Linked DNA regions of Mus musculus: region 1 is linked to region 2. The links are chromatin contacts, called in public HiChIP or PLAC-seq maps. All regions are on one chromosome and are shown on one strand. Each heading gives the region's core, a stretch centred on a gene start, on an enhancer-like site or on the middle of the called end of the contact. The rest is flanking DNA. Distances are from core to core; before and after follow the strand shown. Region 1 overlaps Sfxn5 (sideroflexin 5). Region 2 has its middle 11 kb from the start of Gm33200.

Region 1 (3,253 bases), core at 299-2,798, 150 kb before region 2:
GTCAGGGTTTCTATTCCTGCACAAACATCATGACCAAGAAGCAAGTTGGGGAGGAAAGGGTTTATTCGGCTTACACTTCCATGTTGCTGTTCATCACCAAAGGAAGTCAGGACTGGAACTCAAGCAGGCCAGGAAGCAGGAGCTGATGCAGAGGCCATGGAGGGATGTTACTTACTGGCTTGCTTCCCCTGGCTTGCTCAGACTGCTCTCTTATAGAACCAAGACTACCAGCTCAGGGATGGGCCCTCCCACCCTTGATCACTCATTGAGAAAATGCCTTACAGCCAGATCTCATGGAGGCATTGCCTCAAGGGAGGCTCCTTTCTCTGTGATAGCTCCAGCCTGTGTCAAGCTGACACACAAAGCCAGCCAGGACAACAACCAAGTAAAAGTGTTGATGACTTTCTCTCCCAGCTGCCGTGCATCATCACCTTCTGGTCCTAGGAGAGCGAGCCAGTAGGGAGAAGCTTTGTGATCAGTGTGAACTTGCTTTCTCCCTGTCCTGGGACCTGTGTGGCTTCTTCAGAATACTGTCTCACTTACCATCAAGTTCTGGTGGCCAACCAAGAGCAACAACAGTGTTCTGAGGTTTTTTATTTTATCTTATTTTTTATTTTTTGGGTGATGGTTTCTGGGACACCTCTTGCTTATGTTTTGATACAGAGTCTCATGTAGCACAGGATGGCTTCAAACTCACTATGTAGCTGAGCTTAGCCTTGGATTCCCAATTCTCATGCTTTCACCTCTGGAGTAATAGGATTACAGATGTGCACCACCTACCCAGCTCCCACTTCCCTTTTTATATCCTTATTTCCTGTGACTCTCCACCTCTGACCCAGCTCCCCCAACCTCCCAGCCTGTACTTTTGCTTCCTACTCGGCTCTGCTCAGGGCTTTCCAGCAGGTCCAGAGGGGCGAGATGCTGCCCTCGCCAATAGTCTGCTGCTAGAGCAGGCCTCCCAGTGCATGTGTCAGCAGAGGGCCTCCAGAGACCACACCCCTGTGGAATATAGAGAGAGAGGATCATAGTACCTCTTTGAGGCATGATGGCTGTAGACAGGTGGGCTGGTGATGGGGACTTGGGAAGCAGCATGGTTGGCCAGTCTGCTCCTAGCCTGGGGCTTCAGGCAGGGGCCACAGGCTAGCAGCCTCCCCAGAGCCAGCTGGGCCCCTCAGAGGTTTTACATTCAGGGGCTGGTTGCCTGTTTGTTCCTGGTTGAAAAGACTTCCTGCCAAGCTCACCCAGCACTGACCACCAGCACTTCCCCCCTCCTCAAGGGCCGTCTGCCAAGCACCATAATACAGTGGCTGGAGAGGAGGCCATAGCAGGGAGACATTTCTTCTGAGCTCCAAGCCTCCCTGAAGAGCCCCCCAGAGCAGCCAGTTCCTGTGGCCTCTCCACCCAGGTGGCTGGGGACTTGTCCACCCCACAGAACCTCTGAGCAAGACTTAGGTCAACTGTGGCATAGAGGCCCAGAGTTAAACCATTCCTTCCAGCTCTCTCCGCGCTGGGCCCTCAGGCCTGTCTGCAGGAACTTTGGCTCTCCTTCCTCCTCACACTCTTTGCCAAGCTCAGGGCTTTATTGGAACTGATTCTTTTGGCTTGAGGCTGCCTTTGATGACTGTGTCAAATGAGATGGAACCTGGCCAGGTTGTTATAGGAACTCAGGAGACTCCCTGGGGTGGGAGAAATAATGAGAATCCAGGGCCTTTTACTGCATTTCACTAGAAAGTAGAGCATGCATTGTCCAGGTCTTTAGAGGCTCAGGCAGCAGGAGGAGGCTCAGCCACTCAGCCTTGGGGGACCTGGGCACCCCTAGGAGTTTTGTGATCAGTGTGTACTTGCTTTCTCCCTGTCCTGGGACCTGTGTGGCTTCTTCAGAATACTGTCTCACTTACCATCAAGTTCTGGTGGCCAACCAAGAGCAACAACAGTGTTCTGAGGTGCTTGTGGTCCAGGGTACCTGGCAAAGGTTTAACGAAACTTAGTTCAAGTGTTAAATCCTGAACTTACTCCTGTGCAGCCTAAGTGAATTGAAACAACTTGGTCCAGTTTGACTGAGACACAGGCCAGTTCTGTGCACCTGCTGTCCTAGCACTTGGAAAGTTGAGGCAGGATTGTCCACAAGTTAGAGGCCAGCTACATGGTGAAATCTAGGGTAGCCTGGGCTACAAAGTGAAGCCCTACACTCCAAAACAAACAAACAAACACAAAGGAAAGAAAAATATTCAAAGTCTAAAAGAAAAGTCAAGCTTTGGCTGTGTGGTGTACGGTGTCTGGGAATGAGTTTTTATGTTTTCCTGGTTCTTTTGTGAGCTGCCATGTGGGTGATGGGAATTGAACCCGGGTCCTCAGGAAGACGCAGTCAGTGCTGTTAATCACTGGGCCATCTTTCCAGACTCCTTCCCTGTTTCTTTTGATGTCTTCATTTCCCCCTTTCTTTTTCTTCTTTCGGCCTCAAACTTGAGATCCTCCTGCTTCAGCTCCCCGGGCGCTCTGATCTCAAGCGTGGGCCACCGCACTCAGTTTCTTTGTTGTTTTAAAATTTTTTATGTGTGTGGGAGTTTGTGCGTGTGAGTGCAGTGCCCATGGAGGCCAGAAGAGATCCTTAGATCCCCTGGGATTGGAATCACAGGCATTTGTGAGACCTCTGACATAGCTGCTGGGAACCAAACTTGGGGGTCCTCTGCAAAGCAGTAGCCATAATAAATATTTTCCTTTATAAGAGCTGTCTTGGTCACGGTGTTTCTTCACAACAATGAAACCCTAACTCAGCCACAGAGACTTGGATATGGAATGGATATGGAAACCTTCTAGAAGACTCTGGAAATTTGGATAAGGGGGCGACTATCTTTAGAAGGTCCATTATGTCATTGAAAGTCATCTGTGTTGTAAGGTAGTCATTTGTAAGGTAGTTGTAAGGTAGTCACTAGGTAGTTTTCTAGATTCCATCCCTCCCCCGCACCTCATCCCATGCCTCCCTCATCAACCTGTATAGCATGGGCTGCACTTGAACTTCCTGTGTAACCAAGGCTGTGTAACTCAGATCTTCTGGTGTTCCTGCCTCCACCCCTGCAGGGCTAGGATTACAGACATACACCACCCTCCTTTCAGTTTACTCTTTAAACTGCTATATAGTCTCCTTCCTTCCTTCCTTCCTTCCTTCCTTCCTTCCTTCCTTCCTTCCTTCCTTCCTTCCTTCCTTCCTTCCTTCTTTCCTTTTCTTCTTTCCTCTCTCTGTTTGGTTTCTTGT
Region 2 (3,136 bases), core at 152-2,651:
GCTGTCGTCCAAGGCTTGTGGCATATTTCCAGGAGCAGGTTAATAAATTTTTAATGGTCAGTGCTCTTAACTGCTGAGCTAACCCTCCAGCCCCATGGTCAATTATTATTTAACATCTAATGCCTCATTTTTAAAAAAATCTTCAACACGTAAATTTAAACTATTTTAATTTTTTTCTAATTAAGGCTTTCTTTACCATATACCAAAACCCACCTCTGATGACACACATATGAAATTTTACTGTTGGGAAAGTTGGGGTTTTTTTGTTGTTGTTGTTGTTGTTGTTTCTTTTTGAGACAGGGTTTCTCTGTATAGCCCTGGCTGTCCTGGAACTCACTTTGTAGACCAGGCTGGCCTCGAACTCAGAAATCTGCCTCCCTCTGCCTCCTGAGTGCTGGGATTAAAGGCATGCCCCACCACGCCCGGCTGTTGGGAAAGTTTTTATCTATCATCATAGTTTTGTAAATGATTTACAAAGTAAAGTGTTGGCTTCCCTGGGGATAAGGTCCTGTAGTGACCTTATCTCTAGGGATGGTTTCTGACCCATTATTCTCACTTAAGATCTTGGTCTAGGCTATCAGAACATGTAAATAAGAAAAGGAATAAGAAAAAACAAAACAGATAGATCACCATGAGAACTACAGCTCAATAATTTTTTCTCCGGCAAAGAGTTCCATAATGGCTTCCAGGAGGCCTCCCCATTTTGAGGTCAATCTCCTCACTCTGTGGCACTTGTCACACAGATCCTATTGGAGGTGGTGTGGCAGAAAGGTACCAGCTAAGTCTAGGGACAGCACTGTCAGGAGCACCCACCTACCTGGAGCATAGCTCAGCACCCGCACACTCAGTTCCTCAGCAGCCAGGACCTGGTAGAGCATGTCTCGGGCAGCCTTCCCCGCACAGTACAGACCCCAGCCCTTGTAGGGCTGCAGGGCACACAGAGATGAGATGTTAACCACAGTCTTGCTCAGGCCAGGGCTATCCCGGAAGGCATTCAAGGTGCCGGAGGTCAAACAGAACATGGAGGTCAGGTTCAGAGCCCAGTAGTTGTTCACCTCAGCTAGGTCATTCACGTTGAGGAAGCCTTTGGAAACATCCCCAAGAGTGGCTGAAAAACAAAAACAAAAACAAACAACAACAACAAAAAAAAAACAGGACCAAAGAAATGGCACAACTGGGGCGCTCTTCTTCCTCAGCCTTCCTCAGTTCCTCCCCATAGGCGTTTGCTATCCCTCTGCCCCAGCTCTGCAGACACCCCTAATGCAAGCTAAGACTACTCCTGAATGCTCTTTAGTAAAGCAGAGAGATTTGTTCAAAAAGTCTTGACTCACACACCCGCCAGGAGGCACTGTCACTCATCAGTGACACTGGTACACCCTCTTGGACTTTGGACTTTTGCGAACTTGCCCTCCTCTTACCCAAAAGGCGATGAGGTGAGAGCTCGCAGCCGGGGTCTGGACCGGAGTCTCACCTGCGTTGTTGATGAGCAGCAGGCGCTGCAGCCCCTCGGGCCTCGGGAGCTCAGCATCGCGCTCAGAGGCAACCGCTGCATGCCGGCCTCGGTGCCCGCAGCTGCCAGAGTGGTGTGTGGAGCGGGTGCAGGCCCGGCTGCTGCGAGCCCAGCTCCTCCTTCAGTTGCCACAGCACGAACTCACAGCGTGCGTTTAGGAGCATCACCGAACCCGGTAACTGCAACCGGGCTAGCTGCGGGGCCAGGGCGGGACAAAAGCCCCAGGAGGCCCCGGTCAGCACGCACACAGCGCTTCCCAGCCTGCCACACTCTTTGTCTGGAGCTCAACTTCATGGGCTGCTACCTAACCAGCGTGGGGCGGAGCCTATCCTTGGCTTTGGACAGTGGAAGTTCAGGCCAGCATCCACTCGTGTTTGGGTGAAAAAAGTGACGAATAGCCAGGGAGCCATGGCTCAGCAGGAAATCCCAGTCCCCTTCCTAGTGCTTCTAAGTTCCCCTTGAACGCCACTCCCATAAGTTCAGCCCCTTTCTCAATTTCCACCCTGTTCCAGGATCAGCTTCCCCCTCCAGGGTTGGTTTGTCTTTATCCATACAGGACATACCAGTTAGAGACCAGTGACAGTCTTGGATGAAGTCCTTGCCTGCGTAGAGCTTGTGGTCCCTTTGCACTCTGATTAACAGAAGCCTTCTCTGGAAAAGCACAGCAGCTTCCCCAGGAGGTGCTAGGCAGACAGAACCAGAAAATGAAGAGCACACACAGGGGAAGAGAAAGGCTGAGAATCACAACAATCTCACGAACAAGACTCATCACTGTCAGTGAAAACGCTTGGTTCCTTGGGACCTGTGTACTTATCCTTCAACCTGTGTCATGCACTCTAGAAACAACTTCATAATCTCAAATGGGAAAGAAAAATATCCCAGCTCTCTGGAGATGTCTGAGGAGGACAGGAGAGAAAGACATAGAGATTGCTTTGATCCATTTTTAGTCTGAGGTGAGCTAGAGTCCATCGGAATTACAGGCAAGCAGGCTAGCGGCTAGCTCCTCTTTGTTTCAGAAAGTTCAAGTGGTAGGACTAGGCAGTTCTTAGCTAGGGCGGACTGGGAAGCCAACCATCAGAGGGCACCCCTCTCAAGTTCCAATCTTTTGGCTCTGCAGTAGTTATAAACTGATGTTATCCTGCCCCCTTCTGGCCGCTCTGTAGCAACACCCTGTCCTTCCTTTTTTCTATGCACGCCATAATAAAGGAACAAAATACCATTCATACTTGGGCTGCCCAGGGAAAGGTCCCTGGAAGAAGTCGCATAGACACCTTGCTGTTCCTGGTCCTCGGGTCCTCAATGAGAGTTGGCTGGGCTGCAAGTCAAGAGTGGGAGAGATTTAGAAGCACAAGAAGGCTGGCATAATGACCTTTTCTGTGCTTACAGTGCCTGCTTCCCATGTGAGATCTGAGTTTATTCCCCAGAGTGCAGAGAAGACTCAGCACTTGAAGATGGAGACATATACACTTCCCTTTTTTCATGTTTTTTTTTTGAGACAGTGTTTCTATATTGAGCTCTGACTATCCTGTAACTCACTCTGTAGACCAGGCTGGCCCAGAACTCACTAAGACCCATCCCCTCCTCTTCCTCCTGGTTAAAGGCGTGTGCCAGGTGCATTTCAAGTTC

What was found. HiChIP or PLAC-seq counts read pairs in DNA pulled down with a chosen protein or histone mark.
Region 1: a contact with region 2 is called in an H3K4me3 HiChIP or PLAC-seq map of embryonic forebrain, with 4 times the contacts expected there. The contact joins two enhancer-like sites. A contact is called at or near these places in 5 of 39 promoter capture datasets (the 3T3-L1 cell line, cranial neural crest, hippocampal neurons and 2 more), 3 of 15 datasets of contacts at CTCF or cohesin (the NIH/3T3 cell line and embryonic stem cells), 7 of 484 Hi-C or Micro-C datasets (embryonic stem cells and nephron progenitors), 3 of 115 datasets of contacts at active chromatin or transcription factors (embryonic forebrain and embryonic stem cells) and 2 of 9 other capture datasets (embryonic stem cells and pancreatic islet).

Annotation. Positions count from the first base shown.
Region 1 is chr6:85,300,881-85,304,133 of GRCm38.p6, reverse strand. The region is part of intron 2 of Sfxn5 (sideroflexin 5); the gene reads left to right. Among named protein-coding and RNA genes, the nearest start is that of Sfxn5, 31 kb to the left of the region's middle. Within about 2 kb of position 1,548, at least 93 of the 459 cell types and tissues checked have an H3K27ac peak or open chromatin away from gene starts, as enhancers often do. A contact at or near this core is called in embryonic forebrain, where this site is marked.
Region 2 is chr6:85,153,651-85,156,786 of GRCm38.p6, reverse strand. It overlaps the pseudogene Spr-ps1. Among named protein-coding and RNA genes, the nearest start is that of Gm33200, 11 kb to the left of the region's middle. Within about 2 kb of position 1,401, at least 77 of the 459 cell types and tissues checked have an H3K27ac peak or open chromatin away from gene starts, as enhancers often do. A contact at or near this core is called in embryonic forebrain, where this site is marked.